Linked DNA regions of Mus musculus: regions 1, 3, 4, 5, 6 and 7 are each linked to region 2. The links are chromatin contacts, called in public HiChIP or PLAC-seq and promoter capture Hi-C maps. All regions are on one chromosome and are shown on one strand. The core of a region is the stretch at or near the end of the contact, and the rest is flanking DNA. Distances in the headings are between cores, read along the strand shown. Region 1 has its middle 4.1 kb from the start of Gm32039. Region 2 holds the start of Tmem183a (transmembrane protein 183A). Region 3 holds the start of Bmncr (a long non-coding RNA gene). Region 4 overlaps Ppp1r12b (protein phosphatase 1, regulatory subunit 12B). Region 5 holds the start of Syt2 (synaptotagmin II). Region 6 holds the start of Prelp (proline arginine-rich end leucine-rich repeat). Region 7 has its middle 66 kb from the start of Syt2.

Region 1 (3,915 bases), core at 567-3,066, 260 kb after region 2:
CCTAGGGGGAAGTTAGTGTCACCATCCTGGGATTTAGATTCTAAGAATAGCAACATTCCTCTAAGTGAACCAGATCCTCACACTCTGGGATCAAGCCCGGGCTTGTTCCTTGCAACTCTTGTCTAGATATTCTCCGATCTACCCTAAGGGAGCTGGCAGGAGGATGGGAGGCTGCCTGGGGTAGGAATGGGAGCCTCTTCTGTTCTTGCTACTCAGGGTAACGTCTCCCTCTTCCCCACTATTTGGTTTCCTCATCCTCTCCTGTGGCCTCTGCCTATGTCTCATCTTCATCCTTAGGAAGTGCCTGGTAAAAGTCATGGATCTCTGTCCCCAAGCCCTTCTGGATGAGGGCTCATTAGCGGGGTAGAGCAGGTACTATTTAAGGAGGAAGGTGATAATCTCCCACAATGATCTTGTCCCCAGCCCACAAGGACTCACAGAGGCCCCAGATAGGGTGGAACCTGGAGTTAGTCTACCTATAAGGTGCTATCTAGTATCTTCTATGTAAGAGGCTTGCGCCACTCTACACCCTCTGCCACGGGCCTGAGTGCTGAGCTACTCACTCACAGAATGTGTGGAGCCTAGGTGAGGCTCTCTCTTCATCCAGCAATGCCCCCCCCCCCAATTTAAAGTAGCCACGACTCTGCAGCTCTCTCTCACCAGGAGGTTTACCTGAGCTGCCCTGCCAAACCTCCTCTGCTCTAGATCCTAAGGACCCAGTGGTCAGCACCATCATGGTAGTATTTGGTGGCTAGCCAGGCCACTGTGTTGCTCATGAGCCGTTCACAGGTGTCCTTGCGTTCTCAGGAAGCCCACCTGTTTGCTGATGGAATAAAGCCTCGTCTTTAGTTTCCTAGGTCAGCGCCTAAGCCTGGACATTTCTCGATGAGTCTTTGTGACCTTTAGAGAAAACCCACGGGGCACAGCTGTCCGTGTTCAGGTCTGGGATCATGCTAGGGCCTAGAAGGGCTCGCGTGACAGGGTTCCTTTAAAGTTCCTTTACCCTGGATGGAGGATGAGAAACCATACAGCAACAGGCATTTGTAGCAGTTAATATTTATTGAGGTTTTACTCCATGCTGGTCCAAGCATTCCACATGAGTTAGCTCACTGAATATTCACGGGTCACTGGGGCAAGGACTACTATTATACATACCACATGCAGCCCACGGGCCTGCGCTGTGTGGGAGAGGTGGTGATGGAGCAGGTGTTGGGTGAACAGGCATGAGACAAGATGATGAGCAAAGGGGACAGAGTGGCCTAAGAGACCCAGGGATATTCAAGAAGAGCATGTGCCCACAGTCCTGACACCTCAGCGTCAGACTTTCCCGGGACTTAGGAATGTCTGTTGGGATTTTCCAGTCTCTAGTCCAACCTCCCCAAACACAACATAGCAAAAGGCCAGGTGTTAGGAATGGTCTGTCCAGTGTGCTGGCCAGTTTTGATCCATTCAGCCAGACTTCTCCACCGTCTGAATTGGAGTGAAAAAGCTTAAATCACCTGACCCATCACTTAGACTCGAGCTTCACGGGTGAACTGGGAGAGGCCCTCGGCCGTCTTTCATTTTAACCCTCATAAGAATGGCAGACAGCAGGGCAGGGTGATATCATTCTGACTTTCTTTCCTGCCGGTCTCCCCTTCCCAAGCCTCAGTCTCCCAGTTAGGAACTGCTCCTGCCAGCTTCCCTCCACAGGTCTCATCGGTGAGTGACAGTCAGTGGTCAGTGAGACACTTCGGCTGGAATGTTGATCTGTAAGCGGAGGAAACTGGTAGGACGGGAGAAAGTCCGGAGAAAGCCGCTAGAGAAACCTGAGCTGGAAGCCAATGAGCTGCCAGTATGGAGGCTGAGCCATTAGACGAGCAGCCAATGAGCTACCGGTATGGAGGCTGGGCCATTAGACAAGTTTTGTAAATAACATCCGGCTTGTGTTTAGAACCGTGATGTTCCATTCCCCAAATAGAACTTGACTCTCTGCGTAAGGCATTCCTCGGGGCCTTGGGGAGCTGCACTAGTCCCTCCCCTAGTTGCTCTGGAGTCAGGACCGGGAGCACAGAGCGGCCCAGCTCAGTCTGGCAGGTTAGTGTGGACTTGTAGTCATTCCATGCAACACTTTGATACTAGAGGCAAGCCAGATGGTGTCTCTTCTCCCAAATACAGGCAGATTTGGTTGCTGAGGGACACCAGAACAGGCTCAATGGACATCTATTTTTAAGTCCCTCCAGACTTCATCCATTACCTTGTGTCTTGGATTTCCCAGGAGGCCCCTGGCAGGGTGTGCACTGGGCACCTGGAATCGACTCCAAGGCAGAGCTGTTGACAGTGTGGTCAGACCCTGACCAAAGTGAGATAGGGCTTTCTGTCCCGTTTGCGTTGTTTCCTGGGCCACCCACACACTGTTTTTAACTCTAAGAACCCCTTCCTGCCCCGGGGAGCAGCAGGGTCACTCTGAGGAGTCTTCCATCTGTCTTCACCATCCCACACTACAGGTCCTTACACAGGAGTAATCTAAACGACTTGGAACTCCAGATAAGATCCTTGCTTCCATTAAACATTGACAAGACCCAGGCCTGGCAACTGAGAGTGCTTGTGTGCAGCGGAACTTCTGGGAGACCATGGCAGCTGGACTATTAAAAATGAATGGGCTCCGACGCCTCCCAGGTTCTGCCTCTCAATGTGGCAGTTCTCCAGTGGCTGGGAGGAGGAGCCAGGAGGGTTCAGAAAGGGCCAGCAGGACCTAGACCTCAAGCGACAGCAGTCTCGGGCATCTGCTCCCTTATATTCCGGCTGGAAAGTATACAGCCTCTCTGTCAGAAAGGAAAGCCTGACCTAGCCCTATAGCATGGCACTCTGAGCTGAAATTCAAAAGCTGCTTCTTGGGTACTCAAAAGGTTCATATAACCTGGTGTGTGGCAGCACTTGAAAGCTGAGGCAGGAGGATTGAGAGTTCAAGGCCAGTCTGGGCAGCATGGTCTGACTGCCTCAAGGAAGGAAGGACAGTGGGAGCAGCTTGTGGTGTTTGGAGCCTGCAGCCTCCGCGTTCAGGAAGCGGAGGTAGAAGTACTGCGCAAGGTTCAAACCCACAAGGAGTTACTGGGTTAAGTGTGAATTCCTGACCAGCCTAGGCTAGCCTGAGTCACAAATAAACAAACACAAACTTCAAAACCTGCCCTCCTCCCCCGAGATCTTGATTTTTATCAGTTGTTGGCCTGCGGGTCCTCTCTACTACTCTGTGGCCACTGCAGATTTCTCCAGTACCTGCCTAGTGTGTACTACTAGTTGTTTGGGGAGTGAGGAAAAAAACATAACAAAAGGCCTTTAATAGGATGTACACAAGGCCAGCCAAGCGAACGCAAGTGGCAGAGGATGGAGGGCGTTGGGAGCACAAGGTACAAAGAAAATTATCAAGCTATCTGGGTATCTTAACTCATGGTCAGCCAACAATCCCAGTTTACAGTGAGGGAGACCGGGGCCCAGCAAGATGGTGGCACAGCCAGGGAGTTCCAGAGGCACTTGACTTCTGGCTTCATGCTGGAGAGCTGGGGTGGGTGGGCTGACTGTCTGTTCCCCATGGCAGGGTAGGACAGTATTATCCAGTAGGTACCAGTGGGCAAGGATACAGGACTCACTGACTCCCGCTTCTAGAGTCAGTTCAGAATGTACTTGGATCCAGGTATGTTTATGAATTCCAGGCCTCTGAGTACCTGAAGTGTTTGTGTAACAGGCTGTGTTTATACTGGGCTCTACTAACTTGAGTTCTAGCAATCTTGTCATGAACTTCCTTGATTCCAGGAGGGCAGGGATAAGACATCATTGAAGAGGGAAAAGGAGCCAATTCTGACATGGCCAGCCCTTTCCCTATACCATGTCTGCCCCAAATATTACCCATGGATTGACCCTGATACCAAGTCACCCTTC
Region 2 (3,727 bases), core at 1,063-3,562:
TACCATTGAGTCTCCTGAACCAGCCCTTGGCTTTTTGAGACAAGGTCTCATCCAGACTGACCTTAAGCTCATGACCTTCTGCCTCTGCTTCAGAAATGCTGGGCTTACAAATGTGTACTACACCTATAGATTTTTACCCACGCAAGCTTAACTTCACATTCTATACTCTGTTTAAATGTATTTTTACTTTTGAGAAAGCTCTTGTTAAGTTCTAGCTTGAGACTTGCTGTGGTAGGTCAGGTTTCCTCAAACTCACAGATGTCCCTTGCCTCTGCCTGCTGAGGGCTAGGATTGAAGGCCTGTGCCACCACTCCTGGCTATATGCTTTCTCTTGAAAAGTAGGACGCTGAAGAGAACAACCTGTACTTCTTTTCATTTTCATGTTACTGGATTGTCTCCAATAGGATGTTGCACTGACCAAAGATTCCATAAAAACCAGGATAGGCTTTAAAGAAAGGCTCTTAAAACAAACACACACGATAATATTTACTATTAGCACAAAGTAAAGTTACAATGTAATGCAGGAGTATAGTGGACATATTAATTCTTTCACTATTCACATATTGTCCTTACATTTCCCACTTGTTTGAGAAAGACCAATTTCTCCCGTTAGTTAGGTTAAATAACTTCTATTTAAATACAATGGTAAATTAGGTAACTTTTCTGTTTATCTTTTGAGAAAGAACCTGTAAAATTGGGTCTGATCATTAATGCAACCAATTGAAAGTTCGTTGCTCAAGTGTGTGTGTGTGTGTGTGTGTGTGTGTGTGTGTGTGTGTGCGCTGGCCAGTGAGCCCTAGGGAATAGCCTGTGCCCACATCCCCAGTGAGTCCCCATCGCCACCATTCTAACCCCACAACTCTTGACTTTTATGTGGAGGTTGAGAGATGATAAAGTCTTGCCAAGCATTTTTTTTTTTTTTTTTGGCAAGCACTTTCTAGAGTAAGCATTTCCTAGGCCTCCACTTGTTACTTTTTATTGAAATGAGGAATAAAAGACGTATGGGTTCTTTGTTCCTCTAAATTGGCTAAATACTCCAAGAAATCTTGTTTAAGATTTTTTTCAATCAAAATTTGAAAGAGAAATTTTTTTGGTGTAACTAGCATGTTTTTCATTCCAAAGGATTAAAATGAGAGAACATTTCAGCTAAAATCCTTATGTTTTTAAAGCAGTTAGTGGTTTATTAATAGGGCCTGAGTCTCTTGCATCTTTGATTCCCTTTGGACTCCTGGGTGTGAGTATTAAAGAGTGTCACATGAGCAGAGATCTACATGCATGAAAGCCTCATTAAATTTTTACTGGTAACGTGAGATGAGAAGGCTCTGTGCTGACCAGCTGTATTTTGAACTCAACTACAGACATTAATTATGTATACATGGAAAATTATTTAGAACAATTATAGGCTGTTAGACCTTTGCTTCCTGTTATAATTCTAGATAAATTAGAGCATGATTATAACCAATTATGTTGTTTCAGTTATCATTCCCAAGTGATCCAAGCCTTATTCTATGATCCCTGGTGGTAGACTGTTTCATAATTCTAGTAAGTTATGTGGTTTGCTCTTTATGAACTTCTGTGCACAGTACTAGGTAGAATAAAATGGAGACCCCTTTGAGGTGTCTTATAGGGCACTCTCTGAGTAGATCTAGCCAGTTGGGTTGCCTGGGTCAAAAGGACTGTTTCTTAAGCCAGGGACTGTTAACACTTTGGGAGCTGAAAGGGAATTAGAAGAAAAAAAGACACAACACGGGACTTCTCTTTTAATACAAAGGAATTATATGTTCTCATCTATCCTTCTAGAATTTGCTCGGATGATGGTGATGGGAAACCTTTTAAGAATCTCTTCTACTTTGAGAATTCAGACATTTACTCATTTTTCAGGCAGCATCTCTTGTAGCCCAGCTGGCTACGAACCGAGGATGACTCTCACCTTCTGATCCTTTCTCTGTGTTGGGATTACAGGAGTTAGCCACTGATCTGCAGAGAGAATTTCAAAGCCTTTGTAAGCAAAATTATAGCGACCGCTTTGATATTTACGTTCAGGTTACTTGACGTAAGTGGGAAAGAGAGAATGACGAAAACAAGATATATGCAATCTAGATGCTGAAGTGGACCACGATGTAAATTATTAGTTCTAAAGAACGCGGTCTGGAGGACCAAACGCCCCAGAGAAGACGGTGATGAAGACGGTGACAACGCACTCCCCGTCCTACAGCCCGCTCCGCTTTGGGAACCTGGCCTCCGCTGCGGCTGAGGGCGCCGGGTGATGACGTCACCGGGCCCCGGAGGCGATTGGCTCCCCGAGAGGGGCGTCGGCAATCAACGGGACCCAGAGCCCTCGCCGAAGTCCTCGCGATAGCCGCGGCCTCGGTGCGGGGATGGCCGCAGAGCCGGGTGGAGGTGCTCTGCGGCTCCGGGAGCCGGCTCTCGGGGCCGAGACATGGCCCGGGGCTCCGGCCAGCTAGGCGGGCCTCATCGGGACACCGTCACCATGCCCAAGAGAGGAAAGCGGCTCAAGTTCCGGGCCCACGACGCCTGCTCGGGCCGAGGTGGGCGAGGGGCGGGGCCGGGCTGGGCGGCCAAGGCGGGCTGGGCGGCCGGGGCGGGCGCGGCGGGACCCGGCGGGGAGCGGTGGCGGAGACTTTGCCTCGAGTCTGAGGAGGCCTTGGCGCTTTGCTCTGTTTCAGTGACCGTGGCGGACTATGCCAACTCGGATCCGGCGGTGGTGAGGTCTGGACGGGTCAAGAAAGCCGTGGCCAACGCTATTCAGCAGGAAGGTAGGCTTTCGTGGGTCTTTTTAGGCCCAAGCTTTTAAGAGACAGCATTGGGTGTTGTATTTACCTGGAATTGCGTCCCGGTGTTTTTTCTACTGACCTTTGGGTCATGAACGTGTTTGCTCTTCCCACTGTTTACTTTCTCGTTTCGTATCCTGGATGGGATGGGTGTGTGTAGCCAGGATCAGCAGGTTCCGGAGCCGAAATGGTTTTGTTTCCTCTTTGAGTTAAAACCAACTTTGTGACCAGCTGCGGTGGGCATTCCTTTAATCTCAGCATTGGGGAGGCAGAGACAGGTGGATCTCTGTGAGTTTAAGGCTAGCCTGGTTTACCTAGCAAGTGTGAGGTCCTGTCTCAGAAGAACCACCAAACCAAAACAAGAACAAAATCCCACACAACTTTTTGTACTCGTTAATTTCCACTGCCACTCCTTGATACCAGTCCCCCCCCCCTTTTTTTTTTTGGTAGTTTGTGCATATTTTACCATGCAGTTGACTTCCATTTCTTTGGCATATTGGGTTTTTTGTTTTTTTTTTTGTTATGTTTGTCTTGCTTTCAAGATTTTTGCAGATGGGACCAAGTGCGTTTCATTCTCTCCTTGTTTCCTCCTAGTAAAATCTCTTTGTGGCTTGGAAGCGTCCCAGGTTCCTGCCGAGGAGGCTCTTTCCGGGGTGGGTGAGCCATGTGACATCCTGGACAGCAGTGATGAGATGGATGCCCAGGAAGAAAGCACTCAGGAAAGATCAGTCTCCAGAAAAAAGAAGAGCAAGAGACATAAAGGTACGGGTTGCTTTCCTGAGCACTGAGCTCTGTCTGTGGTGATGGATGCTGTCGCTCTTCAATGTGAGGGGAGATCTACAAGGAACTAGTGATTGTCGGTGATAACCTTTTTTTTTTTTTTTTAAAGATTTATTTAGTCTGTGTGAGTACACCATTGCTGTCTTCAGACACAC
Region 3 (3,904 bases), core at 1,310-3,809, 380 kb after region 2:
AGTTCACCCACTCATGCATACATGCATTAATGCACACATGTTCCCTCAACAGGAATCTATTTAAGGTCTGCGCTGAGCACTCCACTGCACGGTAAGAAATGCGTGGAGGCTCGGTAGTCTTAGACGTGGAATGTGGAGCAGACAGGTCTAGGGAGGAACTATGAATGGCAAAGTATTGCTGTTAAATCTTCAGGAGGACATTCACCGTGGAAAGCTCCAGCGATGAGGTATTCACTGACGCCTTGGACAGAAAGACTACAGACTGCACGAGGAAGCCGCCCTGTATCCCAGATCAAGTGCTTGCTACAGGACCATTAATCAATCTCCTTTAAAAACATTTACTAAAGTGTATTTATTAAGTGAGATATTTTTGGAGGGCTTTTAGAAGAAAATGGACTAGAAAGTACAGAGAATTTCCCATATATCCCTTGCCCCTTTATGAACTAACCACACCGGTGCCCTTTTCTTCGCCACATTCACAGTGATTACTCACTGCGCATGCTCTGTGGGCCCAGACAAGTACATCGTGCCTCCCCCCACCCCAGCCTCCATTTTAGCGCCACAAGAGCAGTAGAGTTCATGACGATAAAACAAGGTTGCGTACTTCGCTCTAGGCGTGGGCTAATCCATATTCTGTTCCGGTGCAAAGCCAAGTGTCCTCATTGTAGGGCTCTGACTATACTGTGTGCTCTGGGAAGAAAGAGGTAACTTGGGGTGTTGGGGGGGTGAGTGTTTTCAAGAGCATCAGGGGCACACTGCTGCATCGGGCCCGGATGGCAAGAGATCTGGGGAACAGAAGTACAAAAGGCTTCAGAGACCCACCAGATTGCCACAGAGACTCCGAATTGTTCCCTACTCCGTGCAAGTGTATGCAGGCAGGCCTCTAGCTGCCCTCCGCAAGGGCTCAGAGAGCTTGCATGAGTCACATCCACGTGGCTGCTGAAGGAGGGGGGGGGGGGCAGCCCATGCCCAGACCCGGCCACACTGGCTTGGAGAAATTGTTCCTGAAAGTCCCTGGCAGGGAGCAGGCTGCTGCGAGGTTGTTAACCTGCCATGCAAACCCACCAGTAAACAATCTGCGATGAGAATCCCAGATGCTCATCTATCCTTCCAGGTCTAGGTGGGAGCCAGCTTGGGGGAGCCCCACCTAGGAGCAGAGGCAGAGCTGCAGCTCCCTCAGCCCGCCAGCATCTAGACAGGATGTTTTCTCAGAGTATCAGACAGGCCATGTAACACAAGGAAGAGGAAGCCCGAGGAGTAGGTACCCATAGCTCAAAGACATCACCTCTCACTGGGGGTCTATGTGTGCTGTCTAGACCGAGTAATCCAGCCATATCATGGTGCCAGAGACATGGGTAAGCTGTGTGGTGCACTCATCCGAGCACCTCAGTCAGGTTGGTTACTAGGCAGCGGGGACAGTGAGCTGGGGGGATGCCAAGTGCTTGCTGTAGATACACTTAGGATTTATTGACTTGTGGTGAGGAGTCTTGAGGAGCCAGAGGACAGAAAGGAGCACATCTGGTGACCTGATTTTTTTTTGTTTTCATGCTCTTAGTTAAGGGCTTTGGCTGTACTTGGAGCTGGAGGAAGAGAATGGGAAAACAGGCAGGGGCAGGAGAGGAGGCAGATTCAAGCAGGGAATGCAGAGAGGGATGGGGCTGGCTTGGTCCTGAGAAACCCTCTGCTCCTAGCTTGGGAAGGACTTCAGTGAGGAAGCAAAGCAAGATCACTGGACATACTCAGTAGCATGTTTGTCTAACAAGGACCCAGCATGTGAGCCTATCCATGCAGATTCCCACACAAGCACAGGTAACACTGATAGGCCATCTCCAGGCAGGATGGCAACACTGCTGTCAGCTGTGCAATGAACACCCCAAGACACTGCCATGGACTGCAGGTGGCTTTGTCCCTTTCAAGACTAGAGGGTCCTAAGTTCAAAAGGAATGAATGTATCATAAGCAAATCTAAATCTCAGTTCCAGGTCCCTCACACTTCTACAGTGCACCCTTGCGTCGGATGAACAAGTCAGTCCGAGTTCACCCCACCACTCCTGCTAGGTACCCTGTACCATGTCTCCTTCAGCCAGACAGAGAACACAGTAGACCCTCCCATGGGCTTCTGTGATGTGGCAGGCTTTGCAAGCTCCTTACACAGTAGCAAACACAAAACCCGTGAACAAGAAGTCATTCCTGGTCTTAGTTTCAAAAACCCACCGGACGTTTTCAGAGTTCAGGGCGAGACTTACCATATTATTCAGAAAGCCTTTCCCCGTCTCCTCCATGTCTCTCTTAGGGATAAAATCCAAATTCCTCTCATTTCTTAGGTGGAGCAATTTAGTTCTCTTCATCCTCTACTGCCAAACTTGGCTCCCGAGTTCGCTTAGCTGAGCCAAACCCCACAGGGAGTTCCGAAAACAGCCTCTGTGGCTTGCTGATTAAGTTTCTAGGACAGAGGCCATCTGCCTTCCCTATATTCATCTATTAGAAGCCCTTTATGTCTTTTCCAGGCTGAGTATACACATGCAGATATACCTGTGTCCACAAAAAACACAGAACCCTCTCTGTGCTTTCCCAAACAGGTTAGACAAAAATTTTCCCAGCATCCTCCAGTCTAACCTAAGCCCTCTTCTCCCATACAAACACTAGTCCTTGCCTTCAGAGCTCCCAGCATTCCTCTCACCATGAACTTATTCACCTATTAAGTCAACATTACTAAAAGACTGCCACATGCCTGGTGTTCTTGGAGGTTACAAAGACGATTAGCACTCGGCCCCTGAACCCAAGAATCCAAATCATAGGTAGAGGGTTAGAGAAGTAAGCACACATATGTGGCCTGATGAGATGAGATCGGGGAGCCTGGGAGAGAACATAGAGGCCACATCTAACCACCAGTATTTCACCAGGCAGTGAACAGCACAGTGAGGCTTTACTTAGTAAAGAAAATGATAGAACCCCTAAATTCAGAAGGAATCGCATGGTCAAATAAAGGTGTCTGGGGAGGTGAGACTTAACTGGAGAGTGAGGGGGCATGATAGTAAACGTTGGCAGGGGGGTGGGGACCCATTTACGTTGAAAAATGAGGAAGAATTTGATGCTCATGGTAAAAAAAACATAGAAACTAACATTTCTGGCTTTAAGAGACACAGAGGCAGGTGACATAAAATGAGGCTGGGAAAGCAGGCAGTATTTATTATACACACACATGCACACACACACATACACACACACATACACACACACATGCACACACACACACATACACACACACACACACACACACACACACACACACACACAGGACTAGCACAGTGACATGTAGAGTCGGGGAGGATTTCTGCAAAGTAAAGCCTGCTGTGGCTATCTAGGTTTGAGAGCTTTGGGGTGAAGATGACTCAGACCAGCACATAGCTGGGCCTGGAAGACCTTGTATATCCGGTTGGTTGGTACAGGAGATAGAGCTTAGACATGCAGGCATGTAGCTCAGTTGGTGCAGTGCCTGCCTAACATGTACAAGTCCCTGGGTTTGATCCCCGGCATTGCATGAAACAAGTGTGGTGGAGCACACCTATGACCCTAGTATTTGGGCAGTGAAGGAGGAAGATCATAAACTTGAGGTCATCTCTGGCAAGTTTGAGACCAGCCTGGGATACATGAGGCCCTGCCTTTCAACAACAACAACAACAACAACAACAACAACAACAAAGAAACCCAAACAAAAGGAACATAAGAATAGGCTAGCAGACCCATACTCTTGGGGCTGCCTTAGCCTTATAGAGCCACCACCATGGCCAGCACAGGGCCCTGTGTCAGCGTAGATGGCACTGCATCAGACAGATGTGGCAGCCAATGTGAGCCCCATACGGATGAGGCATGGCACCAGTTACTATTCTCATGCTGTGACAGAG
Region 4 (3,608 bases), core at 453-2,952, 460 kb before region 2:
AATATAAAAGAGAAAAGGTCAGAGAAGGAAGATGTTATAGGGGTGTGGAGGTGGAAGATAGTGTTCCACCAAGCACAAGAGTAAAAAGTTCAAGGACTATATTTGACAGAAAATTAATTTGAGATAGCTCAAGCCATCCATCCTGTCCTGGCTTCAGTCTTGAAAACTGGAAGTTTATGAACAGAGCTCTACACACACACACACCAAAAAAGAAAGCCCTTTTATATTCCAATGTCCTATGTCTAGTTGACCTTGCTTGGGTCAAGTCCTCCTCAGAGCCCATTTCTGTAGCCAGAGATTAGATGAGACAGAGTGAAAGAGGCCGTAAAATGTGGTGGTTAGACTTGAACTCGGATGGAATATGTGGCTCATTGAAGAGGGCTAAGCCCATGCCTAACATGAGTAAGGCCCTTAGCACTAAAGGAAAACAACAAATAAGCAAAAAACTAGACAAAGCATCCTCAGGTGGTAGTTAGCCTTGGTTACTTTAGTGCGTGTACTGAGAGTGGTAGAGATGGAGTGGTCAGCACGATAAATAGCAGCAATCCTGGCTGCTACATAGAGACTTTGGATGAAGAGATGGACAGCTACATAGAGTAGGTTCCCCATGGAAGACAGATTCTGTTACTGAGAGGAAAAGAAATAAAGTTGTAGACAGCCTACAGCCACCAGCAGTCCTGTGGGATCCAGTCCAGAAGTCTGAAGATCTGAAGAGTATCCATAGAGTTGTTGGTTGGGAGAAGTTGCTGGTGTGAGAACAGTGGAGTGGAGGGGAGTGGAGTGGAGTGGGAGAACGCCACAGAATGCTGTGTGCGATTGTGACTCATCTGCAGGTAAGGACTCGGATGGGTCTTCTGGTGTTCATAGCCTTGTGTTAGCAGACATTGGCTTTGTGAGCACACCTCCAATAAATTGCTGTTTAAAACAATCACAGAGCTAGGGAGCTTGCTCAATGGGTAAAGTGCTTGTGTCAGGACTTGAGTTCAAATCCCCAGAACCCACCATTGACTGTGGTAGCATACATTAGTAATCCCAGCGTGCCTCTGATGCTGGACGCTGGAAGCGCTGGCTCAGTTAGCCTGGCACATGCAGCCGTGAGTAACAAAGAAGCCCTGTCTCAAACAAGGTGGAAGGTGAGGGCTGACGCCCAAAGTTGTCCTTCACGTGGACACTCTGGCTTGTGTGCTCCCTCGAGTGTGCGCACACTCACACATGCACACCCTACCCCTCACCCTTGCTGAGGCTGGAGAGTTTGAGTGGATCTGCTGATGGTATCACTTGGCTCACTGTGCTGACTGACTGGCTCCATGCTGTACTCCCGATTGGCCTTGCATTAGCAGTCCTCAGCCACGGCTCTGCGTTCTTTTCTTTTGAGAACAGAGGACAGATCCACATTCTTACCTCCCCCTGTAAGGCTGTCCTGAGGGAATGAACAGTGGATATGTATTTTAGGAAATAGTCACACAGGTATAGCTGTAGATAATGTTTTATGCATAGAACATTCCACCACAAGGTCACAAAAAGTTTTACTTACTATGTAGAAGAGTCTTAGGCCCTGTTGAATAAAACAGAGTTGCTCCGTTAAGCTATTTATGATGGAAGAAAAATTGGAAATAACCTAAATGTCCAGCATCCTGGCAGTAGTTGAGAAAGCAGTGACTCACTGCTGCGCAAGATGCCATGACTCACAGCTTGTTTAACATTGGCCATCTAGGGCTTTTTCCATGGACGAACTCAATATAAAATAGCTGTTAAAACTGAGCCACAGATTATGGTACATGCCTTTAATCCTCTCTCTCAGGAGGCAGAGGCAAGGCAAGTTCCAGAGTCACCTTGTGTGACTCAAGCAATTGTCTCAAAAACAAAACAAAAACAAAACCTGAGTTACAAACATAATGTAAGCAGGGTAAAAATGTGCAATAAATGAAGTACTACTGAGTGAACTAGATCCAAAGTCAGATATAATGGCTGTGTCTGTATATCCCAGGTGGGCCTTGCGCTTTTCATCCTCCTGCCTCAGCCTCCTGAGAGCTGGAATTAACAGGCATGTGCTAGCACACTTGCTATGACTGACTGCTTGCGTGGCCTGCCTTCTCTGAATGTCCCTCAATCCCTTGTTACTGTTGTCATTTGTCTTCATGAATGCTTTGGTCCTCAAAACCCACCTAAGTTTAGATGCCCAGGACAATGACGGCCACTGCCTCAGCAGCCTCCTTATGACTTGAATGAGAATTGCATGATTTTTTCTTGTATGTGTGTTCATGTGTGAGGGTGCACAGGCATGTGCCTGTGCATGCACCCACATGTGTGCAGCACTTAAAGAACAACCTTGGCTGTCATTCCGTCAGTGTTTCTCACCTTTAGTTTGAGACAATCTCATTGGCCTGAAACTTGAGCAGTGAGCTGGGCTAGCTGGTTCGTGAGCAGGCTGCCCATCTGCTGCCCGCCCATCCTACCCTCTCTGAGATTATAGGCAGGCACCCCAGGACCAGGCTGCTTATATGGGTTCTGGGGTTGAGACTCCAGTCCTCATGCTTTACAAGGTCAATACTTTCCTGACTAAGCTATTTCCTGAGCCCTCAATTGAGAATTTATCAATTGGATACGTTTCTCTGTTTCTTCTAACCAGCTACTTACTACATGGGGTGGAAATATTGAAGAGTGAACTCCCTCCCTTTGTGCCATGTGTGCCCATACCATGTAGCATGGCGGATGCAAGTTGCTGTTTTACGTACAGCATTATGGATGTGAGAGAGGTGGTTGTTGTTGTTGTTGTTGTTGTTTTTAATGTATCTTTAAAGGGCTGTGAAGATTGCATGAGATGTGACTGGCTACATACTTCATGCGCTACTTTCTAATTTCTAGTCCACTCTTTTTTCTGTTCAGAACTCCTCCTTTACCCTTCTGTTCTTTGCTGTCTTTTCTGTGTCTTTGTTCACATAACTGCATATGCAGGGTCAGGTTTACTCTGTCCTGTAGCTTTGCTGTATGCTTCTCAGTTTGTCTCTATCTGTACTATGTTTGCGGTTGATTATGTTTCTGTTCTCTTCCCAGAGATCAGTGACAGGCATTCTGTTGGAAAGACCTTGGATTTGTCAGACTTATGAGGAGGACTTTTGCTTTGGTCTGAGTTTATTTGCTTCTTCTCTTTAACTTAGACTAAGGAATGGCTCAGCAGTTGATTGCACTGGCTATTCTTATAGAGGACCTGGTTTAGTTCCCAAAACCCATAGCAGCTCACAGCTATCTGTGGTTCCAGCTCCAGAGGATCTTATCTTCTTCTGGCTTACAGGGATGCTGGAAACATGTGGTGTACAGATAAACATGCAAGCAGAACACCCATACACATAAAAATATTTTAGAAAAAGAAGACCCTAGATTATGTGTATACCTAGGAACAACTTTACCCAGCTGCCCATGTTGTTCTTTTGCAAAATGGCGCCCAAACAAAGCCAAGTATCTGGTGATTCTGACTTCTATTTGATTTGAAGATTGGTTTCAGGAATATTTGGGGTTCTTTCTTTGCCTGGAAAACTATTCATTTAGCAGCCTAAAGAATGGAGGTGTGAGCCTGTTTATAAAGTCCCAAACAGTGAGGTTACAGAAGA
Region 5 (3,688 bases), core at 412-2,911, 350 kb before region 2:
GCTGAAGTCCCAACAGGTTCTCCCCAAGAACACCTCGGTCTTCCATGCAGGCAGTCCAGGCTGTGCAATGGGCTGGTATAGCTCCCACTAGAGAGCTTTCTACCAAGGAAGGATTCTTGAGGTAGCGGACAGCAGAGAAGACAGCATGACCTTGGGAGGCCTCTGAGTCTCCTGTCTATCCCAGGGACCCTCTTCCCCAGTGAAAATTATGTCCTGTGCAGAGGGTGGGCAGTTCTGGGCTAACAGTGGCCTGTCAGGCCTGGAGACTCTGTAAGGAACAGTGATGGAGGTAATAGACTGTAGGCCTCAGTCCACTTGGAAGGCTAAATAAGGAACTACATACTCAGGGGCTAGCCTTCTGTACCGTTTCCCCTTCAGTTGGGACAGGAGGTATCAGGATGGGAAAGACTCAGATCCTCGATGTGCCAAACCCCCATTTCCACGTCTGGAGACTAAGGCCTAGGAGAGTAAATGAGTTACTCAAGGTCAGCCAAAGGGGCAGAATGCCTTCTGATGCCCCCTGAGGTTCCAGGTTCTGAGTCTCACACTGTTGCCCTTCCAAGTGTGCACAGGGCTCTCTGCAGAGGCCAAGAATCAAAGGCAGTGAATTCCCAGGCACGGAACGCTTGGCAGACTTAGTCACGGACTCGGTTCACCGGACTGGACGGCCTTCCTCCTCCTCTTCCCCATCTCCCCACCATCACTCCTGTGTGGTGCACCACTCCCCTACATCAGACTGAGACTCCCAGAGGTACACCATTGGTCCAAGGTCACACAGCAAACCAGCAGAGCGCCACTGCCCACTCTCCCATCCGTGGCCGCTTGCCAGGATCCTTGAAAACCCCCATCCCTCCAATGCACAAAGCCACGGCACTGGTTGGAGAATGAAAAAGTTCTCGGGAGAGAACGGGGCACAAAACATGTCCGCAGATTCTGGTCTGGATAGACCAGGCCGAGGAGTGCCAGCACCCCCACTGCGCGCCACTCTGCGCCAGGGGGCTCCAAAGCTCCGAGCACATGGGATCCACCAACTCATTCTCACTGCAGCGGGGGCACGCAGGGTCCCCCACTCTCTCTCTCTCTCTCTCTCTCTCTCTCTCTCTCTCTCTCTCTCTCTCTCTCTGCACATGCTTCTCACCACACACCCACTGCATCCACCCTCCAGGGCACCTCTTCCTGGGATGAGCTGTGAGTGCCCTCGCTCCCTAGCTAGCTCCCTGTCCCAGTACAGAGCGCTATCCTGTGCTCAGCACTAGAACAGGTCTAGGTGGAGGGGTTCCTGGGATATTCAGGACATCTCCCCCGGGACAAAGAAGTGGATTTCGGGAGCCCGATCTCACCAAGGGCTGATCCTGCACTTAGTTTATGCCTCAGCAAGTGCTGAACCCTGAAAGTCATGGTCTCATTTGGTGATCCAGCCTCCCAGGGGTCCAACACCAGGCCCTGGAAAGCTGCTGGTGTCCTGGGTGTGGCCTCACTTGGGACTGCGGGACATGGGATGCCCTCGCAGGGCTCCCTGCCTGGGCTCCCTCTTACCCGGGGACGGTCCGGGAGCCGATTCGGCGTGGGCTGGTGCAGAAGGCAGCGGGAGTCTGCCGCCCCGAAGTCCAGGTCCCCTCTTCCCACTCCCGCGCCGGCCAGCGCTGCGGCTCTCCTCCCGCTCCCTCGCTCGCGCGCTCTGCAGTAGTAACAACCTGATCCGCTTCCCCCGCCCGCCAATTGAGATGCGCCTCACATCCGCCTGCACACGCGCGTGCGGCCCCTCGGAGGCGATCCCCGATCCAGATCCTGGATCTCGGGGAGCAGGGACCTGTCCTGGTAGCCCACACCCTGTTCTTGAGTCAGGACAGTCCGCGGAGGGTGGCTGAGAAGGGGCCGCCCCGGGAAGATGCTGCTTGGAGTCACCGGGCAGAGGGGTTTAGCCGCATGCGGTCATTTCAGAAGTTGCAGGCTGGGCGGCTCAGACCCCGGAACCGCATGGGGCTCCCCCCTGCCTCTGCGGAGAATCCCCACCACGCGCGCAGTGCCCTCCTACAACACTCCCCACCTGCCCCGCTTCTGCAAGCTTTTCCGGGAGCTTCTCGGCGCTCAAGAGTGGCTGGGGGAGGGGAATGAGAGAGGGGGACCTCCGCCTGACTGAACCGCAGGGGAGAGGAGAGAGGGGTGACGCGCTTCAGGGATACAGATTAAAGGCTTTCCTGAGTCAAGAGAAAAAAAGGGAGGGGGAACAAAAGGGGGACACCGAAGGGAGGAAAGGAGGGGAAGTGGTCCGGGGGCCACTGCACCAGGTCTCTGGAGGGTGGAGTCAGGACAGGGTGTGGGGTCTTTCCATAGGTAGCTATGGGAGGGGCGACGACACACGGAAGCTACCCGTAAAAGGGTTGTATCTTGGAGCCCTTCCTGCTTGCCCCAAATCTTGCTTTCTTCTTCTTGGGCAAGGGTTTCCACAAACCCTGAGTGGGGACACTGAGTAAGAGTGGCAGGGAGGCTTGAAACTATGGTGCCCCCTCATCCCCAGTGCCTTGGTCTGACCCTTGCGCCTCACCCTCGGTCCCCAACTCCCCTGCTGCTAAGACCTCAGCATCCCAGTCCCCAAGTGGAGTGTCCAGCTTACCCAGCCCAGCCCAGCCCACCTTTGCTCGTCTGGACTGGCTTGCTTGCTCCACCCTCTGCGGCAACACCTCTTTCTCTTTCCCTCCTGTTCTGTACACTCAAACAGGAATCAAGTTCAAGACCTGATGCAGGAAGTGATGAGGTGTGTGTGTGTGTGTGTGTGTGTGTGTGTGTGTGTGTGTGTTGTTGTTGTTGTTGTTGTTGTTGTTGTTGTTGTTGTTGTTGTTTTGTGTTTCCCATGGGCATACCTGGAAGAGACAGGAAATTACTAAACTACCATCAACCCCTTCTTCCTTCCCTCCCAGTCCTCACAGGCTGTAATGCTCCGGCAGGCAGCATGGCTGCTTTTTGTAGGGCTAGCGACTCAGTTTAGAATGGTGACTGCTTGCTGTAGGCCCGAGGCTACAGAAGAGCTGGTCTGGGGATTCCATGCAGCAGGGCTGGGCAGGAGCATGTCCCTGGACATCTGACAGGGGCTGCCCACAGTGCTGGGAAGGCTGTTCCCAGGTGTTCATTCTCCAGAGAGAAAGGGTGGCCTGGGGTCAAGAGCTCAAGGTCAGACTATAAGTAGTACTAGGAGTCTTCCCGTACCCATGCCTGCCCATGCCACCCCCAGATCTGAGAACTGCTCCCTGTGAGTGGGCAGGCTGAAGAAGTGTAAGGGGCCTGCTCCTCCACGGGGGTAACAGCACCCCTCTTTGATTTCCACCAATGAGGGAGGCTCAGTAGGTTGCATTCAGGTTAGACTGCAGGATTTCCTTTAGCTAAGCGTACCTAACAGCATCCTGCCTTAGGAGAACCCACACCTTCAGGATGGGAATGGGTAAATGTGATGATTCTCGGATGGATAAATGGGCACTACCACATGAATTGGAAGATGCCCTGGGCCTTCCTCAAAACTGCTGCCAGGCAGGAGGGTCTGAGGCAGAGATGGAGTCCGTCTATAAAGCTATGTCCACACTTTCTAGAAATACCTGTTATGTTCACAGACTGCCACCATGGGCCTGTCCCTTCCTGGGGTGGAGGGACAGTGGACTTCTATTGGTGGCATCTATGCAGATGGGGCAGGTCCTCT
Region 6 (3,686 bases), core at 942-3,441, 440 kb after region 2:
ACTCAGTTTTCCATGCTGGCCTCAAACTAATAGCAATTCTCCTGCCTCAGGCCCTAAGTGCTGAGATTACTGGCAGTAGCCACCACACTAGCATGAGGTGGTAACTGTTGATCTGGGTGTTAGGTGATGATGTGATGGCCTCCTGTGTGTATCTGAAGGCTATGGGCACGGCTCAGTGGTAGAGTGTAGGGCTGTGGGCCAGGCGGGTGTGGGATGCGGGGAGGCACTGGGAGTCTGAGACCTGTGAAAGCTGGAGCTGGCTTGGGGGTGCCCGAGCCTATGACAAGTCAGGGTCCATGGGGTTCTCAGGCTCTTGGACATCTAGGTGCTCCTGGAAGTCCCAGAAGAGCTGAGAACAGAGTGGGGGCCTGAGGGCTGGATCTAGGCCAGGTCCAGGGAACAGGGGGGCAGAAGAGGAGCTCCAGCTAGTCCCACTTGGCTTCATGGGTGGCAGGATTGGTGGTGGTTGTGGCAGGGAGCACCGAGAGGCCTTCTATGGGAGATTAGACAGTGGCTCTGTAGGCAAAGGCCTTCTCCATGGCTCCCCATGTCTGAAGAGACCAAACCATTTATTGTCATGGTGGAAAGTAAATGTGTAAAACCATACCCCACTTCTCAGGGCAGGCCTGAGATTAAATACCTTTTGCAGGGAGGAGCATCTGGGAAGGGAATCTTACTGGCCATGCCCTCTGGGCCTCTAGGTATTTCATTAGCATGGAGATCTCTGCCTTGAGCCTAAGTGGCCACAGATCACATCTCTTTTCCTATTAAATTGGTCTGAGATGTTAAGGATGCCTCATCTACATGTGGAAGGGCTTGGGGCATTGCCCCCAAGTGACTGATGGCCACAAATCTATGGGGGTGAGGAGGGAGGCTGAGGCTGGTGACAGGGGCCTGGTGCCTGGGAACAGGCAAAACTCCTTAGATCCCTTCAGGGTCTCTGGGGCTTCAAACTTTTAGCTCGACCAAGGAACAGGCTCACAGTCCATGGCCCCACAGTAGAGCACTGACCTAACACAAGCAAGGCCCTACAACTCCCTCCAGCACAGGCTTTTGGGGGTTGTGATAGCAAGAAGGCAGGTAAACAGGCAGTGAGTGACATTTATATCTCTACGCTGGCTAGGATTCCCTACAATCCCTTCTGAAGCTCCACGGTCTTACCTGAGACACAGACACAGAAATAGGGGCATCTCAAAATCAAGTGACTTGCCTAAGAACACACTTTATTTCCTGTGAGTGGAAGAGCCGGGGACTTTGAGAGTTAGGGGACAGTGACAAGAGTCCCTTGTGGGCTTTGTAGGTCTCTGATGACCTAATGGTGACTGAGTAAGTGTTTCCCTTAGGTTCTGAGCCAGAAGTTGTACTGAATGCACCTTAAAGCCAAGTGTGCCTGACTTTTCAGATGGGGACGGGGGTGGGGGTCATTGTTCAGATAACAGAGACTTTTGAATTGGTTTCCAGGAAGTGGATATGCATTGGGGAGCCTGGCATCATCCTGTTTCTGTGGGATGACCACACAGCCCCCAAACCTCACCTGAGTGTGTGACACAAAGCTGGAGGAAAAGCCCCAACACTGTCCTCAGGAACTAGGAACAATGGCTTGCGGATTTACAATTGGAAACCTGCTTTAATTTGGCTGTGTGATCCTCAGGCCAGAGTGGCCACCAAACCAGTAGTTACCTCTTATATCAGCCCACTGCACAGTGAGTCTCCACTCCCTTAGCAAGCTTCTGGGCTGTGATAGGGAAATATTGTCACTGTGTATGCTCTGAAAAGTGTCTCGTGGCTCCTCAGTGAGTTGAAGAATTGACATCAGGGAAGTAAGGCGCTTGTTAGAAACTCAAGTGGCCAGGGCTGGACCCAGCGACCCCACCCTGCCTGCACAGAAGCAGAGGCCTTGCCAAGTGCTTTCCTCTCTTGATTTGGCTTAGTTTCCAAACACGGGTCAAACGGTCCCTCTCCAGAGCAGCAGCAGCAGCAGGAAACATTATTAAAAGTGAGCCGTTAGCGGGCATCGGGTGTGGATGAGGTCTGTGGAGTTTTGGCTGCCAAATAAAGACTTTATTGTTGTCATCTCTCCTTTCCCAAGCTCCCTCCCTCTCTCCTCTGCTCCCTCCTCCTCCCTGCCCTCCCCCCTCTGATCTGCCCCTCCCTCCCCAAACTAACCTCCCCACCCCAATAGGATCTGGTAGAAGAAAAGTCAGGCAGACACACGCAGACACGCACCAACTGGGAGACCAGAACTTCTAGCTGGCTCTCTGCTGCCACAGCTCCAGCAAAGGGTGGGGAGGAACAGAAGAGTGCCCCAGAGTCCAGAGGAGAGGCAGGTGTGTGCAGGTAAGTTCAGGCAGTGGGGGAGAAGACTAGAAGGCTCCTTCCTCCAGGGGTTCTCTCTAGCTCTGTCCAATCTTTCTTTCCTCCCTCCTGGCCTTCTTCCTTCTCATTTTTCCTCTCTAAAGAGTTCAGATGTAGCCTTCCTCATTTCCTGATGACACTCTCTTGTCTCTCCAACATCCTGCATCCTAGCGTTTGCTTGCTGCTGAAGTTAAACTTTCTAAGTGCAGATGTTTGTGGAGCACACAGAGCTGTGTCGCACACAGAATTTGAACAGAGCAGGTGTTGCCATGGGAACTGGACACTAGAACCGAATTCTCTACACCTTTCATGTATTACCATGCACTGCAGAAGACAGACAGAAAGATAGACAGACAGACACACACACACACACACACACACACACACACACACACACACACTGGGTTTTGTCTCTTACTCTCTCACGTGCCTCCTCAACTGCCTGACCAGAGACAGCGTTTTCCTTCTGAGATGACAGAGCCAAAAGACAATCACGCCTTGGCTGGTCAGGGAGGATATGAACAATCAAGTGATTTTTTTTGAAAATTTCTTTCTTTTGAACTTAATCAGGCAGAAGGGAGAGAAAAGTGGCCCTCCAGCCTACACAGTATCCTCTCAGCAGCCCGAATTCCTGTCTCCCTCCCCAAACCACTTGGCTCTTACAAAAAGAAGTCAAGCTTGCCTGCAAGCCTTGGAGGCCCTAACTCCTGAGTTAACAGTTCCACACACACACACACACACACACACACACACACACACACACTACATAGTCAGAAACACTCTTCTCTCTGAAGTTATTCTGAGATTATCCTGACCAGTCAGCTGGTAAGGGGGCTTGAAGTAGAGGAAGCAGGGAGGGGAACCTGGGAGTCTTATTTGCACAGCTCCCCCCTCTCCTGCAATAGAGGGGCCCCATGGCAGTAAGAAGGGGGGCACTACTTGATCCTCAGAGGGCCCTGAGCAGTAGGCAGGGAATATGGAAGCTTTAGTAAAACAGGGACAGACACTCATTACAGACCCATCAAACAGAACCCAAGAGGTCCAGAGCTGTGTTAATACATCCTGAGACTCCCCTAACTCCCTTGGGATTCACATAAAGGGCTATGTGGTGTCCTCAAAAAGGAGCCCCTGCAGTCTTGACAGTGAGGGCTGAGAGCCACTGCAGGAGGGAACAAGGCACTCTCTTGTGATTACTAACATCATCCATACTAGGCAACCATACTTCGGGGGAACATTCTACAAAGAACATTCTACCTTAGTCTATCTCCTCTTACCTGCTAAGCTACCTGTCCCAGGTACCCAAGAGCTAGTACTAGCTGTCAACCATCCCT
Region 7 (3,863 bases), core at 40-2,539, 280 kb before region 2:
TGCAGCCCACAACAGCCTCCACAGAACAGTCCGAAGGAAGCAACTCGGGGGTGGGGGTGGGGGTGGAGGTAGGTGGAGGAAACATTATTGAATCGTTGGGAAGTGAGGAGGGACTGCGTGTGTGTGTGTGTGTGTGTGTGTGTGTGTGTGTGTGTGATCATATTGCTCTCTGCCTGCCCAGCCACCCTACCTTACATGTGATTGAGGACTTGCCCAAGGGGCAAGTTCTCTTCCCCTCCTGATGCTATGTATCTACGGGGCAAGCTCTCTTCCCCTCCTGATGCTATGTATCTACAGGATTCCAGTCAGAAAAACTGCAGTGCCCATATATTTCATTCAATTTGTCTATGGGGCTGGCAGCATACATCCAATCAAAGCCCATGTCAGCCTGGTACCCCAACTCCTCCCAGGCACACGACTGCACCCATCTACTTAGCTTAAGGTTAGAGGAAGCCTGTCTGCTTCCCGAGACTATTAGAAGAGTCAGTGCTTCAATCAGTTTGGTTAAGTGAAAGTGCAGTGTCCCTGGTTCCAGCGTTAATGTTCTTTTAATTCAAGAATTTAATTCCAGAATGTCTGGATTATAAACCTAATCAGCCTGCTGTCCCTCTTGCTCATTCCCCTAGGCTTCAAGAACTGGAAGAGGAAAGAATTTAAAAGGCACCACTCCCTCCATGCGCAGCATATTCTTAGATCCTTCACTTTTTCAACTGTTCTCTTTAAGAGGATGAGCCCTGGGTACCATCACAGCACCAGCACCATCATTGAAGTGCATTCTCTCCTGGCCAGGGCTATGAGCCAAGGCTCTGCCTCCATACAAGATCTTTCTGGACCAGTGTGGATGGGGGATCTAATACTGAAAGTGGAGGGAATTCTGCTTCCCCTTGGCCACGGTGCTTCTCTGTTTTCTCCTACTGCTCCCCTGAGCTCTTGTGTTCTGTTTTTGCCCAAATAGGGGAGAGAAGCCAGCAGGGAATTGCAGCCACACACACACACACACACACACACGGTCCCTGCTCTCCTTCCTACCCATGACCTGCTTCCATGAGCCTGCATTTTTATCCTTCCTTCCTTCCTTCCTTCCACCCAACACTTGGCTTGCTTCCTCCCCTCTTCCAGGTAAGGTCTTTAGCTCACACAGCTTTCCAGACTTGTTGTTGTCTATTGTTGCAGCAAGCAAGACAAAAGCAGGCCTTCCCCTCCACAGGTGGGGCAAGCTCTCAGTGCCTGCCTTCTTCCGCCCTGCACACTCAGGAATACAAGCATGAAGCCAGAAACACACCTTAGTCCTCTTGAGAGGTTTGCATTCCTCTTGACAACTAAGCACACGCGGCTGGAGCGACTCCGAAGCACTTGCTTGGCAAGTGCTGTTCAATCTACGGGCTTCTCAAACTCACATGAAATCCCTGGCTCCAGTGGTCTAGGTTTGCTTACCATCTGATTCTGTGGACAAGCCAAGCTTAAGTGTATTTTAAACTATATTTTATTTAAGTTAGTAATGCTTATAGTAGTTTATGTGATTTTTAGATCTCCCATAAAATGCCTTAAATACAGAAGACATTAGGTCATCAAATGGGGATGGATAAAACACGGATTAAAATAAAGTGAGACACCATGCAATCCATATCTTATCTTGGATTTTAATTAAAAATAAAGATCCTGGCAGAGTTTAATCCCGCACACCTTGATCCCTGCAGCAGGTGGATTTCTCTGAGTTTGAGGTCAGCCTAGTCTGCATAGACAGTTCCAGGACAGCCAGGGCTACATAGAGAGACCCTGCCTCAATCAGTCAATTAACCAGCCAATAAATCCTGGTGTGACAAGTGGCAAGGGCCGAGCTTCCACGTTTTAGGGTGAAATCACAAAACAATGACGCATTACTGCTGCGGCTGGAAAGACGGCTGGCTCATCAGATAACATTGATTAACAGATACTCATTGCTCTTCAGAGGGTTTGGATTTGGTTCCCAGCACCCACATGGTGGCTCACAACCATTCATAAATCAAGTTCCCGGGGAACCTAATTCCCTCTTCTGGCCTCTGTGGGTATCAGGCCCACAGATGTGTATGCAGATGAAACACTCGTACACATAAAATAATCTTATAAAATATTACTACCAAGTTAGGAGAAGATTCCCAACTAAAGCACGACAGTGGAGGGCGGAGGAGTCCTGAGTAACTCCACGGCCCTCGGAAGAAAACGGCTTCAAGTTTTCAACTCTCTATCCAGCCTATGGAAGAAACTCAGGAAGTTGCAGATAATGACTGCAGGTGTATCCGATCCCAGGGAGTGGAGAAAACTGTCTTTCCCAGTCTTCTCTTACCTCCAAATGATCTTTCTCCTTCTCAGACTCAAAACAAGCAGCACCCCAAACCTTGGGAGCAGAGGACCGCTCCTTGGTGAAGCACAGAGCTTTATGTCACACTGAGCGTCATGCCCCAGACAGCTGGAATGAGCCTTGGCTTTCATTCACCCCTCTGAATGGGCAGGAGAGGGCTCTGAACTATTCGACCCACCCACTGTCCTGAACACTCTTGGTGAGCCAGCTGAGACTGAGAGACACTTCTCGGAGGGAGTTGTAAGCTTTCTACGATGTGAGGAACATATGGCTCAGAATTAGCAATCATAGAAGGCAGGTTGTCTTTCCTTCTCAGAGGGTGTGCACGGACTTTGAAGCCCTCCACCACGACAAGATGAAAAGCAAATCAGCTGAAACCCTTTCGGAACAATTAACCTCTGCACTTTAAAATCCCATCGCCCGGGAAACTCTCCATAAATTGGGGTTGTATCATAGAACTGTCTTTCAGACAGCCCCTAGCTGTGGGAGGGGAGCACCAACTGCCACAGCAGGGAAGGAGCCACAGTCCACACTTCCCAGGCCCACTACCACCCTTCTCTATTTGTCACCAATAAAGACAGAGAAAGTCTCGCAAGGTCTGGACTGATCAATATACCCATCTTCTGTCCACTACACACTTCATTGCCCACATCTGGCTCTTGGGAGCCTTGGTAGGGACTGCCAATGAGGAGGGGACACTGACAAACCTCAAGCTCACAGCTACCTCGTGACAGAGGGAGATATATGCACCAGCAGGTAAGTTAAGGTGTCGTTGGATCCCCGGTGAGAGCCACTGCTGTGACCTCATGTGGAGAGCAGAAATGGACTGTGGGCTTCCCCTCAGGAAGTATCTGTTTTCTGCCTCTGTAGCACAGATGTTCCCTAGGGATGCAGTGCAGAGAAAACCAGACACGAATGGATCAGTGTGGCCTGAGCAGAGAAGTGGTGCAGCCCTGTGGTCCCAAGCTCTGTTTCCTTATTGGCTGAATGAAGACTCGCACCACTTTAAGAGACTCCACTGGCTAAATAGTTCATGGCATCCATCCCCTGCTTTTCCAGTCTAATAGGGTACCCAGCACCACGGTGGCTCACATCTGTTTAACTCTAGTTACTAGAGATCTGACGCCCCCTTCTGACCTCCATGGGTACTGCATGCACATGGTGCCCAGACACCCAAGCAGGCAAAACTCCCACACATGTTAAATAAATCTAAAAAAAGATTAAGTATGGCAAAAGGTAGCTACTGTTGCCATACTAGGAAAAGACAAAATAGCTTTGTGACACCATGGTGTGTGTGTGTGTGTGTGTGTGTGTGTGTAGGGGGGGGGGGAATCCTGAAAGGTCAGAGAAGCCAGGGCAAGACCACAATAGAATTCACACACCAGATCCTTGATTTTTCTTGGAAAGGCAACTGAATCAAAGGCACTGAAGGCATTAAGTTTAGGACAACTCTGGAGTTAGACTGAAGAGCTTGTGAGGCCCCTCCCCCGATGGCCTCTAAAAAGATGTCCTACGCGGAAGGAGA

The links. Promoter capture Hi-C pulls out the DNA fragments that hold promoters and counts their contacts. HiChIP or PLAC-seq counts read pairs in DNA pulled down with a chosen protein or histone mark. Capture Hi-C pulls out chosen DNA fragments and counts their contacts.
Region 1: a contact with region 2 is called in an H3K27ac HiChIP or PLAC-seq map of extraembryonic endoderm stem cells. The contact joins the enhancer-like site here to the promoter of Tmem183a in region 2. A contact is called at or near these places in 2 of 39 promoter capture datasets (the C10 cell line and erythroid cells), 1 of 15 datasets of contacts at CTCF or cohesin (the NIH/3T3 cell line), 1 of 484 Hi-C or Micro-C datasets (CD4 T cells), 7 of 115 datasets of contacts at active chromatin or transcription factors (astrocytes, bone marrow-derived macrophages, embryonic forebrain and 3 more) and 4 of 9 other capture datasets (adipose tissue, embryonic stem cells, liver and 1 more).
Region 3: a promoter capture Hi-C map of pancreatic islet shows a contact between it and region 2. The contact joins the promoter of Bmncr here to the promoter of Tmem183a in region 2. A contact is called at or near these places in 2 of 9 other capture datasets (adipose tissue and pancreatic islet).
Region 4: an H3K4me3 HiChIP or PLAC-seq map of bone marrow-derived macrophages shows a contact between it and region 2, with 4 times the contacts expected there. The contact joins the enhancer-like site here to the promoter of Tmem183a in region 2. A contact is called at or near these places in 3 of 39 promoter capture datasets (3T3-L1-derived adipocytes, cranial neural crest and hippocampal neurons), 1 of 484 Hi-C or Micro-C datasets (muscle stem cells) and 2 of 115 datasets of contacts at active chromatin or transcription factors (bone marrow-derived macrophages and pancreatic cancer cells).
Region 5: an H3K4me3 HiChIP or PLAC-seq map of embryonic stem cells shows a contact between it and region 2, with 5 times the contacts expected there. The contact joins the promoter of Syt2 here to the promoter of Tmem183a in region 2. A contact is called at or near these places in 1 of 484 Hi-C or Micro-C datasets (uterus) and 3 of 115 datasets of contacts at active chromatin or transcription factors (embryonic stem cells, large pre-B cells and pancreatic cancer cells).
Region 6: a promoter capture Hi-C map of the SN4741 cell line shows a contact between it and region 2, with 2.5 times the contacts expected there. The contact joins the promoter of Prelp here to the promoter of Tmem183a in region 2. A contact is called at or near these places in 3 of 39 promoter capture datasets (the 3T3-L1 cell line, the SN4741 cell line and hippocampal neurons) and 1 of 115 datasets of contacts at active chromatin or transcription factors (pancreatic cancer cells).
Region 7: a contact with region 2 is called in a promoter capture Hi-C map of stem cell-derived epiblast-like cells, with 7 times the contacts expected there. The contact joins the enhancer-like site here to the promoter of Tmem183a in region 2. A contact is called at or near these places in 10 of 39 promoter capture datasets (the 3T3-L1 cell line, 3T3-L1-derived adipocytes, the C10 cell line and 6 more), 1 of 15 datasets of contacts at CTCF or cohesin (large pre-B cells), 1 of 484 Hi-C or Micro-C datasets (embryonic stem cells), 9 of 115 datasets of contacts at active chromatin or transcription factors (embryonic forebrain, embryonic limb bud, embryonic stem cells and 3 more) and 2 of 9 other capture datasets (liver and pancreatic islet).

What each region holds. Positions count from the first base shown.
Region 1 is chr1:134,097,307-134,101,221 of GRCm38.p6, reverse strand. No RefSeq gene overlaps it. Among named protein-coding and RNA genes, the nearest start is that of Gm32039, 4.1 kb to the right of the region's middle. Within about 2 kb of position 1,816, at least 401 of the 459 cell types and tissues checked have an H3K27ac peak or open chromatin away from gene starts, as enhancers often do. A contact at or near this core is called in the NIH/3T3 cell line, adipose tissue, astrocytes and 8 more, where this site is marked.
Region 2 is chr1:134,360,584-134,364,310 of GRCm38.p6, reverse strand. Tmem183a (transmembrane protein 183A) reads left to right here and starts at 2,312. Exons shown (of 8, transcript NM_020588.2): 1 at 2,312-2,549; 2 at 2,688-2,777; 3 at 3,387-3,554. The coding sequence starts at 2,441.
Region 3 is chr1:133,975,936-133,979,839 of GRCm38.p6, reverse strand. It overlaps Bmncr (a long non-coding RNA gene), which reads right to left and starts at 2,559. Exons shown (of 5, transcript XR_878543.2): 1 at 2,246-2,559.
Region 4 is chr1:134,816,990-134,820,597 of GRCm38.p6, reverse strand. The region is part of intron 18 of Ppp1r12b (protein phosphatase 1, regulatory subunit 12B); the gene reads left to right. Among named protein-coding and RNA genes, the nearest start is that of Gm32670, 45 kb to the right of the region's middle. Within about 2 kb of position 1,702, at least 73 of the 459 cell types and tissues checked have an H3K27ac peak or open chromatin away from gene starts, as enhancers often do. A contact at or near this core is called in bone marrow-derived macrophages and pancreatic cancer cells, where this site is marked.
Region 5 is chr1:134,707,273-134,710,960 of GRCm38.p6, reverse strand. It overlaps Syt2 (synaptotagmin II), which reads right to left and starts at 1,661. Exons shown (of 9, transcript NM_001355726.1): 1 at 1,537-1,661.
Region 6 is chr1:133,919,906-133,923,591 of GRCm38.p6, reverse strand. Prelp (proline arginine-rich end leucine-rich repeat) reads left to right here and starts at 2,191. Exons shown (of 3, transcript NM_054077.4): 1 at 2,191-2,337.
Region 7 is chr1:134,641,322-134,645,184 of GRCm38.p6, reverse strand. No RefSeq gene overlaps it. Among named protein-coding and RNA genes, the nearest start is that of Syt2, 66 kb to the left of the region's middle. Within about 2 kb of position 1,289, at least 3 of the 459 cell types and tissues checked have an H3K27ac peak or open chromatin away from gene starts, as enhancers often do.